Linked DNA regions of Sus scrofa: region 1 is linked to region 2. A link is a contact called in public Hi-C data. All regions are on one chromosome and are shown on one strand. Each heading gives the region's core, a stretch centred on a gene start, on an enhancer-like site or on the middle of the called end of the contact. The rest is flanking DNA. Distances are from core to core; before and after follow the strand shown.

Region 1 (5,067 bases), core at 1,889-4,388, 85 kb before region 2:
GCTGGAGAGCTGGTCAGATCCAGGTGAGCTGTGACTGCCTCCTCTTCCTCTTCCCCTTCAGACACCTCCTGCTCAGCCTCCACCTGTCCTTCCACAGGTAGCTCTGAGGACACCACTCCCTGATAAAAACCTCTGTGGCTGCACAGTGTCCCCAGGATGAAGTCCAAGCTTTTCATTGCAATATTCAATGTCCTTCACTTCTGGCCCTTGCCTGCTTCTCCTTATCACTTGCTGCAACAGACACCCACCACCCAACAAGCAGCCTTCCAGCCACCCATGCTCTCTGTATCTTTGCCTTCTCCCTAGAGTGCCAACTCCTCGCTCTGTCTAGCAAACTCCTACTCATCCTTCAAAGTCTAGGTCTAAAGACACCTTCCCTGGAAGGTCTCCCTGTCTCCTCCCCCCCCCCCCACCAAAAGCAAGACTAAGGATTCTCTTGCTTTATTCCTGTAGCATTGGACATCTAGCGCTACTTCAGGATTTTAGGTATTGTGTTGTATTTAGGTGTTTGTGACCTCTGAATGCATTTGAACTCCTTGAGGGCAGGACCATGTCTTACTCACTTCTAACTCCCAGAAACTACCTCAGCTCCTGACATGAAATAGGTATTTAACAAATGCTTCATGTCACTTTGTCTTTGGGTATTCTCCCATTCCACGAGCCGAGTGACACTTTCCAAAGAAGCATTATGCTTTAGGAGCCCTGGCCGACCACTCCTAATATCCAGCAGTAGTGGAGGTGTGCAGATCACAGATGTAGGGCTGCTGATTCCCCCACCCCCACCCCAGCCACTAACCTCCCCAGACTCTGGCAGCCCACTGGGGGTGCCTGCTCATCCCCTCTGCTGCCTGCCTTTTCTTTTTTCTCCCACTGCCCCTGCGTCTCAGTGACATAGCCACACTTCTGGGCTGGCTTAGAGTGACAGCGCCACCCAGAGCAGAGAGGAGAAGCCCTCGGAAGCTGGGCAGAGCGCTGGTGGCCTTCCTGGGAAACCGGGAGGGAAGCTGCCCTGGGGCCCCCTCACCCTACGCCCCTTCTTCCTCCTCCCACTCAGCTGGCTGCCTCGGCTTCCTCATCTTTCACGCACCCCCCCCCCAAACTGACGTGACTTTCCAGCTCAGCTCTCCCTCTTTTAACTAGACCACCCTTTTGGTGTTCCAGTCCCAAATACTCAAAGGAAGACTGTGGTCAGGCCATGGCCACCCCATTTTTGAGACTCTGGCTCAGGCATCCTGCTCGGGTCCCATTGTCCAGGGCTGGAGGGAGAAGGGTGGGAGTTCCATTCAGCAACTGCATCTCTAGTTGAGCACCAAGTAAGGACAGTTATCAATCTTGGACAAGCCTTGCAGGAGAAGCCCAGCTGCTTGTTGATTGAAAGCACTGCCAGACAGGAGGCAAACGCTGCCCACCACCATCAGCATAATAATAGCCCAGAGACTACTGTTGCTGAAACTTGGGCTTGGTCCATGAAACTCAGCCTCTGTCCACCGGTGCCGAATACAAACATGGAGACAGAGTTTTGGGTGAAGGAGGAAGAAATAGCTTTATTGCTTTGCCAAGCAAAGGGGGCCACAGCAGACTAATGCCTTAAAGATTGTGCCCCCCTTGGGAGAGATTAGGAGGTGGTTTTATAGTTTGAGGAGTAGAAAATAGGGATGCAGATAAGGATCAGGATAGAAGCAAGCTTGTACTGTTTCTCAAAGCTAGTGTTTGGTGGCCCAGGGACTGGTTCTGGTGGTCCTCCTTCTTCCCAGCATGAAGACGGCTTCATCAAGAGGTTGTAGGGGGTTTTTAGTTCTGCAGAAAAGTTCAAAGCTGTTGTTATGTATGTTCCTTGAGTAGGAATCAGGACCTGCCCCAAGGCTGCACTCCTGTCTCTTTCCTGCTCCTCCCTGGTCTCTGCCTCCCCATCCCCGCCCTCCCCCAGTTCCCTGATTAGCACCTATGTGAACCTGCCCTTTGGAGCCCAGGGAAGGTCACGGAGGCTGAAGCTTATTCCCTGAAAACAAGAAACGGAGGACACAGAAAGGCTCATGTGGCCAGAGCCCACAGGGCCCTGCTCAGTCACACCACTTTCTAAGCACTATTTCCAAGCAGCCCCTGTTAACCTGGTAAAAAGGAAGAAATGGGTCTCTAGCTCAAAGAGACATTGGCACTGGAGATTAAAATACAGCTGTCTTCAGGACTCAGGAACAGTAAATGCCATGGTTGTCTGTGGAGAAGGCTGTGGTGGGTTTTGGCTCTAGGAACAGGAACAGGTTCTCAGAGAAGGTAAGGAGAGTGACAAGGGGGCCAAGGACAGAATGCTGGGACCTGGGGCATTAAAAGGTTGGCAAAGGAAGTACATTCCTGAAGAACAGAGAAAAAAAACAGCCAGAGTGGGGGAAGTCTCAAAACCAAAATCTAGGGGAGTTCCTGTCATGGCTCAGTGGTTAATGAATCCAACTAGGAACCATGAGGTTTCCGGTCCGATCCCTGGCCTTGGTCAAGGATCTGGCGTGCCCTGAGCTGGTGTAGGTTGCAGACTCGGCTCAGATCCCATGTTGCTGTGGCTCTGGCATAGGCCGGTGGCTACAGCTCCGATTCGAACCCTAGCCTGGGAACCTCCATATGCCGCAGGAGCCGCCCAAGAAATGCAAAAAGACCAAAAAAAAAAAAAAAAAAAAAAAAAAAAATCTAGCCAAGATGCTGTGAATCGTGCAGGGGGTGGGGTGGGGGTGTGGTTGCAATTCTAGAGAGAAGGAGAAAAGGTAAAGATGAGAGCTTCTGAGAAAGCAGGGGGCTGAGGAAGTTGGCCAAAGTAAAGCTTGGGAGTGGTGGGAAGGTGCCCTGAGAGGCGAGGGTGGACAACAGAGAGGAACTCGGGGTCACAGGGACACCCCCACCCCTATGAGGTTTACTTGAGGATGCTCAGAAGATGATGAAAAGGAGCCAATCTATTCAGAGAGGTCGAGAAAACAGGGCTGGGGCCGCGAGGCAAGTGGAATGAGATTTCTGAGGGTGAGGGACCCTAAGCACGTCAGAAGGGGCCCACAGGGTAGGGAAGAGGAAGCTGCAGGTCCCAAGGTCAAGCCTAGGACGCGGACCACGGAGGACCAGCCCGCCGCCTTCGCGGCCAGGTTCCTGCGCAGCACGTGACGTCGGTGCCCTCTCGTGGCCATAGTTGGAATGGCAGGGCGCGCGGAATCCCTGTAGGCGGGTGAGGCTGAGACCCGGGATCGCAGGCATCTGGGGACACAGGGGTCGCTAAGGACAAAGCTCACAGCACAAAAGGAGTCGGGGAGGAAATCATTTGGATGGGGGACGTTTATCAGTCTTTTCTGCACTTCTAGGCGAGGGGCGGGGGCGTGGAATGAAACGATCTGGGCCAATTAGAGCCACAAAAACACCCAAACCTGAGTCAGTCCGTGCTGTGGATTCGGACTCGGACCTGGTGTGACCCAAGAGGCACAGAGCAGCTGTAGCCGGCGCGCGGGCGTAGGGGAGTCAGGAGGCGCCCAGCCCCGGGTGGACGAAAGGGGCCTAGAGCCCGGCTCCGGTGGAGGCAACGCCTGCACAATGCTGCCATCTACCGGGCAGGTTCGGGAACGCTCGGCCTGCCCTGCGCTGGAGGTGGGAAGGGAGAAGCAGCCTGTTAATTCAGATGGTGCCCCGTGAAGCGCCCCTGTCTCACTAGGATCTAGTCTTAGCGAGCGAGCGGTGTTCAGGCTTAGCAACACTAATACTCGTTGGCTCCCAGAGCAACTCAGGAAAATATGAGGGTGTTTTGTGTCTGGGGGTCACTAGGCCAAAGGAGATAAAATCTCCAGTAAGTGTATAAAACAAAGAGGGGATTGGGGTCTGGAATGGGGTGGGTGCTGGTCCTGGATGCCAGGTAGTTCTCAGCCAGTGAAATGCATGGAAAGAGGGTTTGAGCCTTAAGTCTGTTAGCTCTTCTGGGCTCAGTTTCTTCACTGGTAACATGGCAATGAAGTTGGCCTAGCAGGAAGCTTGGAGGATCAGTTACGCAGATCCTTGGGAACAGCGTGCAAAGTATAAAACTGCATGTCATCACCAGGTGCGATCAAGTGCAAATTCTTGTTCTAAATCAGAGGTGACTGAGGAAGACGTTGCACATACAGCAGCTGCTGGTGGGGAGGAGAGAATCTGGGTATCTCAACTCCGTTTGCCCAGGTATTTCTTTCATTAAACTCTGACTTTCCTGAGTAGGTCTCCCATACCATCCCTAGGGATTTTGTAAGGAAGAATTAAATCACTTTAACAGAAGGCTTGTCTCTGTTCCTGGAGAGAGAATGATGAGGGCATTTGATTTTTGCAGTTGTATTTGTCAAGTCCAAATGTATGTCGCTCATATTTTTAGTAGCTCCAGAGTACAAATGCTAGGCATTTTTGTAGTGAGCATGATTTTTCTCCATATTGCAAAAGAGAAAACTGAGGTTCATAGAGGTTAATGTGCCTGAGGCCACAAAGAAAGTGAGCAATGGGTATAAAACTCACAGTTGGGGCAAAGAATCAATAAGCCTTGAACACAGCCAGCCGTGGGCAAAGGCAGGAGGGCCTGTGCACATCTTTTCAGATGCAATGAGGGCTTCCTGCCTAAAACACTTTCCCAGCCACTTGGAGAGAAAACGTGGCCATTAGTCAGTAATTCCTCAGGTTTCAGATGGTTTTTTTGTTCCCTTTTTTGAAAAGCAAATTCTCCTGAGAATGGGAATAACTTTACGCTTTTTTAGTCATTTATATCTAAGTAAGACAAAGTTTGTTCTAGGCTTCCCCAGAGAGCAGCTTTTGATAAAGAGATGGATAGAAAGCAGGCACAGTGTGAGTGCTCACAGGGAGTAAAAAGAAAAGAGATGCAAACGAGGAGGCAGGTCGCCCAAAACTGTCTCTTTTACTGTTTTACCTCGAGTTTTGGCTTTGTTGATGAGATGTGTTTTTTGTGCCAAAACATCACATACTGAAAAAGAATCAAATTGGAGGCCTCACATTTCCTGATTTCAAAACTTATTGCAAAGCCACAGTAATCACAGTATTAAGTTCAGTACAGGCAAAGGGGTTGACATATAG
Region 2 (4,586 bases), core at 19-2,518:
ACCTGTGGGGGGACCCTTGGCCTGAAGTCAGACCCCATTGTTCACATCCTCCCATCTCGTGCTGGACCTTTACGGGTTAGGGGAAGAATCAGACATCATCAAGTACGAGGTCGGGTTGCAAGGAGCAAATAGTAAGGGTTTCGATGTCTCTTTTTGTCCATGCCCGCAACATGTGGAAGTTCTGGGGACAGGAATCGAACCTCTGCCACAGCAGAGACAACGCTGACTGACTCCTTAATCTGCTGCACCACAGGAGAGCTCCTATGGGGGTTCCCACTATGGTGCAGCAGGATCCGAGGTGTCTCTGCAGCATCAGATAACGCAGGACAGGTCACAGCTGCAGCTCGGGTCTGACCCCTGGCCCAGGAACTCCACGTGCCTCAGGGCAGCCAAAAAAGAATTAAAAAGAACTCCCACGACTTGCTGTCTGTGTTCCATGGTCAGGTCAAACTGGTGATAACTTTGAGCCATTGTAGGATTCACAGTCACGGACATCTGAATGTGTGGTGTAACACAGACACTATAGGAAACATTGGCTAGTGCTGTCTGGAAAGACTTTGAGCATCAGAATGCAGCCAGAATGGGGTCTCATTAACCAGAGGTAACAGGAGTCAGCAGGAGTTGAGGGCTCGTGTGCGCTGTCACCAGGGCTGTGTGGTGCTGGCTGGCCGGCCAGCCTCCAGGGGACTCACTGTCCCTGCTTGTAAGTGGCTGGTGGCTGAGCGATGTCTTAGCTGTCTGCTCCTCTGTTCTCCTCTGCTGGGGGGACAGGCTGGTGGCTGCAGCCAGCTGAGCTGATGGAATTCCTGGAGAGCCAGCCAGCGCTGTGTCCCTTCCACACCAAGGACCCCCCAGCCTGCCCAGGGATATAGTGTAAACCAGGCAGCAGGCGTCTGCGGGCGTCTCCCTTCTACCCGGGTCCAGCACCCCTCATCGCCCAGGGCAACTCCCCGTTCTCCTGCCAGTGCCTTCTCTGCTGGCAGCCCTGCATAGCCGGAGGCCTGGACTCCCTCCCTCCCTGCAGCTTCCTGTGCCAGTGTGGCTCTCCCTGCAAAACTGTGGGGCCTGCCCATCCCTCTCTGTCCATCGCATCACCTACCACCTTGTCTTAGGCTCCCAGGCCCCACCTGTGCCTATCCTGCTGCACAGCCTCCAGAGTCCTCTCCCGAGACGCCCCAAGTCACGCACCTCCAGTACCAGGGGCCCCCTTCCACCCTCCACCGCACGGTCCCTCCACGGCCTCCTGTGGGACTGTGGGCTCAGTTCCCATAAGGTCAGCTGCTGTACCCCCACCTCCCAGTGTCCCTGAGTGACTTGGTCTTGGCAGATGGCTCTGCCCTTAATTAGCCCACAGTTCCTGCTTCCCCTTCTTTAATATCAGGAAGCTTCCATGTGTTTCATCTGCTTCCCTCTTGGGGCCGTAGTGCCTTCCTACTATTCTTTGCCCGTCTTGTACTTTTGTTCAGGGCTTTTCCCCTCGGTGTGTTATTGGAATCCATTGTGGAGGTTTGGCCAAGTTGTCTGAACTCTTGATCTCCTTATGTGGTGTGTCACTGCATTCTCAGGTCCTCCTTTTTTGGTATGAATGCACATACTCTCTCTGAACTATTTTAGGAGCCAGCATCTTGAGGGAAGAGGAGTGTAGTTGGCAAATCCTTTATAACTGGGAGGAGTCTTATACTCAACTATGGTGTCCACATGCATTGAGTGAGAGCTACAGTCTGAGTGTGGAACCCAGCACATTCCAGAAACCCTGGGCTTAGGCTGATCTGTGGGGTGAGAGCTGCAGAACCAGGCAGGAAAGCCTCCCAGCCTGGTGGATGTCAGCGGCACCACGTAATTGCACTCTAGGGCACATTCGTGATGGGCACGTGTACTTCCAACCCAAAGAGAAAATTCCCAGACCCGCCTGGTTCCTTATTCTGTAAATGTGGGTGGACAAGGACCCAGAGCCAAGCGGTCTCTCCCCCAGAGTGCTCTGGGGTTTTTGTTTTTATTTTTTTAGTGATAACATGGTGAGGACATCCCAGGTCATATCTGAGGAGTGTTCTGTAAGAGAGGAGGAAATTGTTCACATATTTCTTTTACATTATCCCATGCTTTTTTATAGGATAACAGATTTTAACTCTGTCTTCTCTGCTACAGCGTCAAGTCAGATGAGCTTGAATGAATTAAGATTCAGAATTCTTCCCTTTTCAGGCCTTTTCCTCATATGACATTTGTGTGTTTTGTAAGACCTTCCCTTCCTCAGAATCAGACTGAAACAGCCCAAATTGAAACCCACTCATCCATGACTCTTGCTTTGCTGTATCTTCAGTGACTCCTCAGAACATAGCTATCTCTAGTTTATAATGGAATATTGCTGAAGTCATCTGTTCTCTGTGGGTCATTTGTCTAGAACTTAATTAAAAGTGGCTGAAGGGGAGGAGTGGGCTTAGGTGGCGACTCTGTTGGAGACTCCTGACTCCTCTGGGCACTTGGAAGGTGACACTGAGTCATTGAGCTAAACTTTAGTTTTCTTCCAAACTCGGAACCCCCGTCCCCCTTGCCTTGCCGCCAGTCATCTAGGGTCTGGCGCGCTTTCTTCCTTTCTTTTTCTCTTTCTTCTCCTTGTCCTCTGCCTCCTCCTTCTTCTTTTTCTTCCTCTTTCCCTTCAAGGGATGATTCAAAAGAAAAAACTGCCTAAGGTTACTAGGCAAGACTTACAGAAACAAGGGAGCAAGGCCGTGAATTCAGGAAGCTGAGGAAGAGCAAATGAGTGAGGACTGACCAGGTCATGAGAGCTGAGAAAGATAGTAGATTCACCTGGTTTGGGGACAGTCATCTGAGACAGAGAGGTAGGGTGGGCTGGAGGTGGGGAGAGTCCTGGAGTAGCCGCTTCTGCTCCTGCCTCCTGCTGTCAGCCTCCAGACAGCACTGTGACGCTCAGTTGTGGCCTGGACTTGTCCCCGGGGTGGGGTGGGGGCAGAGGGCGCTCACTCTGCACAGGAAGTCTGCTAGACAGAGGTTGGAGCGCCTGGAGTCCTTAATGGAACAATGGCAGGGATACATAAATAATTGAACTTATCCTGCTGTTTGTCCCTGTACATTTAAATATTCTGTGACTTGTTTCAGATGGAATCCAAACACTGAGCATGATTTAGTGGCCGTGTTGTTACCCTTGGCTTGGCCTCAAGGACTGTTTTTGAGCTTTCTGCCCCCAAATAAGCACAGAATGAACCAAAAGTTCCTTTATCCTTAAAAACAGAAATAATTCTGAATCTGCTTTGGTCTTGGGAAAAAGGGAACATGGACAGAGTTAGAAGTTATCTGTTAAAGAATCATTTTGTTGTAGAGTGTTCTGGTGGCTCAGTGGGTTAAGGATCAGGCATTGTCACTGCTGTGGCTCTGGCTACTGCTGTGCTGTGGGTTGGATCCCTGGCCTGGGGGCTTCGACAAGCTTGGCTAGGGGGAAAAGCATCGTTTTGGGGCACTCTCCTGAGGTGGGTCAGAGCGGTCAGGAATTGAGTTGTGTGCTGAACTAGCAGTTTGATGTGGCTTTTGGCAGTGAACTTGCCTGTCAGTGGAGCACGTGGGGAGGTTGTTGTTGGATCTGTCACTGTGTTGGCCATACGTCTTTTCACCGTCCCTCCACTTCCATGTGTGACCTGTCCACTTGCTCTCTGTGTGTCAGCATTTGTTCCGGAGGTTTGAAATCGCCCAGGGTTTCCTTTATGTGCTGCAAACACGTCCTGATGTCCCGCCCATCCACCCAGCAAGACCCAGTGAGCTGTACGGCTGTGTGCTTGGGGAGCTTGGAAAACTCCAGGATAGCCTGTTTGCAGGCTTGACAAAATCATGTACTTCTCAGAATGGTCCAAATACCATTCACCTAGGGTTTTATGTGTATTCTAAGAGCTGGGAGAGAGAGGAGAACTCAGAGATGGTTGGTCCCAGTCGTGCCCTGGGGTTACTCATTCATGGTTTACCTGCAGGTTAAGGTCCCTCTCTGCCACAGCCTGCACCTGCAGACTGGATTTAATCCCTGGCCTGGGAACTTCGGCGTGCCACCAGTGTGGCCCCCAGATAAAAAATAAATAAGTAAAAGGAAGCAAAGTGTTCCTGGGTGGGTTCAGATGTTTCTAAAGAACATTGGCTCTGCCTGAAATGGTCTGCTGCTTGGAGTGAGGAGAGGACTGGGGGGAGATGACTGGATGGATCTGCCCTCCATGAGTTGGTTCCAGTTTAATACAGTTTTGGGTTTTTTTTGTTTTGTTTTGTTTTGTTTTGTTTTTGTCTTTTTAGGGCCACACCCATGGCATATGGAGGTTTCCCAGGCTAGAGGTACAATTGGAGTTGTAGCTACAGGTCTATGCCAGAACCACAGCCATACCAGATCCAAGCTGTATCTGCGACCTACACCACAGCTCACGGCAATGCCAGATCCTTAACGCACTGAGCAAGGCCAGGGATCGAACCCGCAACCTCATGGTTACTAGTTGGATTCATTTCCACTGTGGCACGACAGGAACTCCCAGTGTAATACAGTCAGTCCTAGGTCTTACCGTGGTTGTTGGTAAGGGAGAGATGCGTAGGGCAGTGGAGCA

The links. A called contact is a pair of places that touch in the nucleus more often than the background predicts.
Region 1: a contact with region 2 is called in a Hi-C map of heart right ventricle, with 4 times the contacts expected there. The contact joins two enhancer-like sites. A contact is called at or near these places in 2 of 47 Hi-C or Micro-C datasets (embryonic fibroblasts and heart right ventricle).

Annotation. Positions count from the first base shown.
Region 1 is chr8:56,384,667-56,389,733 of Sscrofa11.1, reverse strand. No RefSeq gene overlaps it. Among named protein-coding and RNA genes, the nearest start is that of IGFBP7, 29 kb to the right of the region's middle. Within about 2 kb of position 3,138, at least 26 of the 83 cell types and tissues checked have an H3K27ac peak or open chromatin away from gene starts, as enhancers often do.
Region 2 is chr8:56,298,598-56,303,183 of Sscrofa11.1, reverse strand. All of the region lies in intron 1 of IGFBP7 (insulin like growth factor binding protein 7), which reads left to right. Among named protein-coding and RNA genes, the nearest start is that of IGFBP7, 57 kb to the left of the region's middle. Within about 2 kb of position 1,268, at least 36 of the 83 cell types and tissues checked have an H3K27ac peak or open chromatin away from gene starts, as enhancers often do.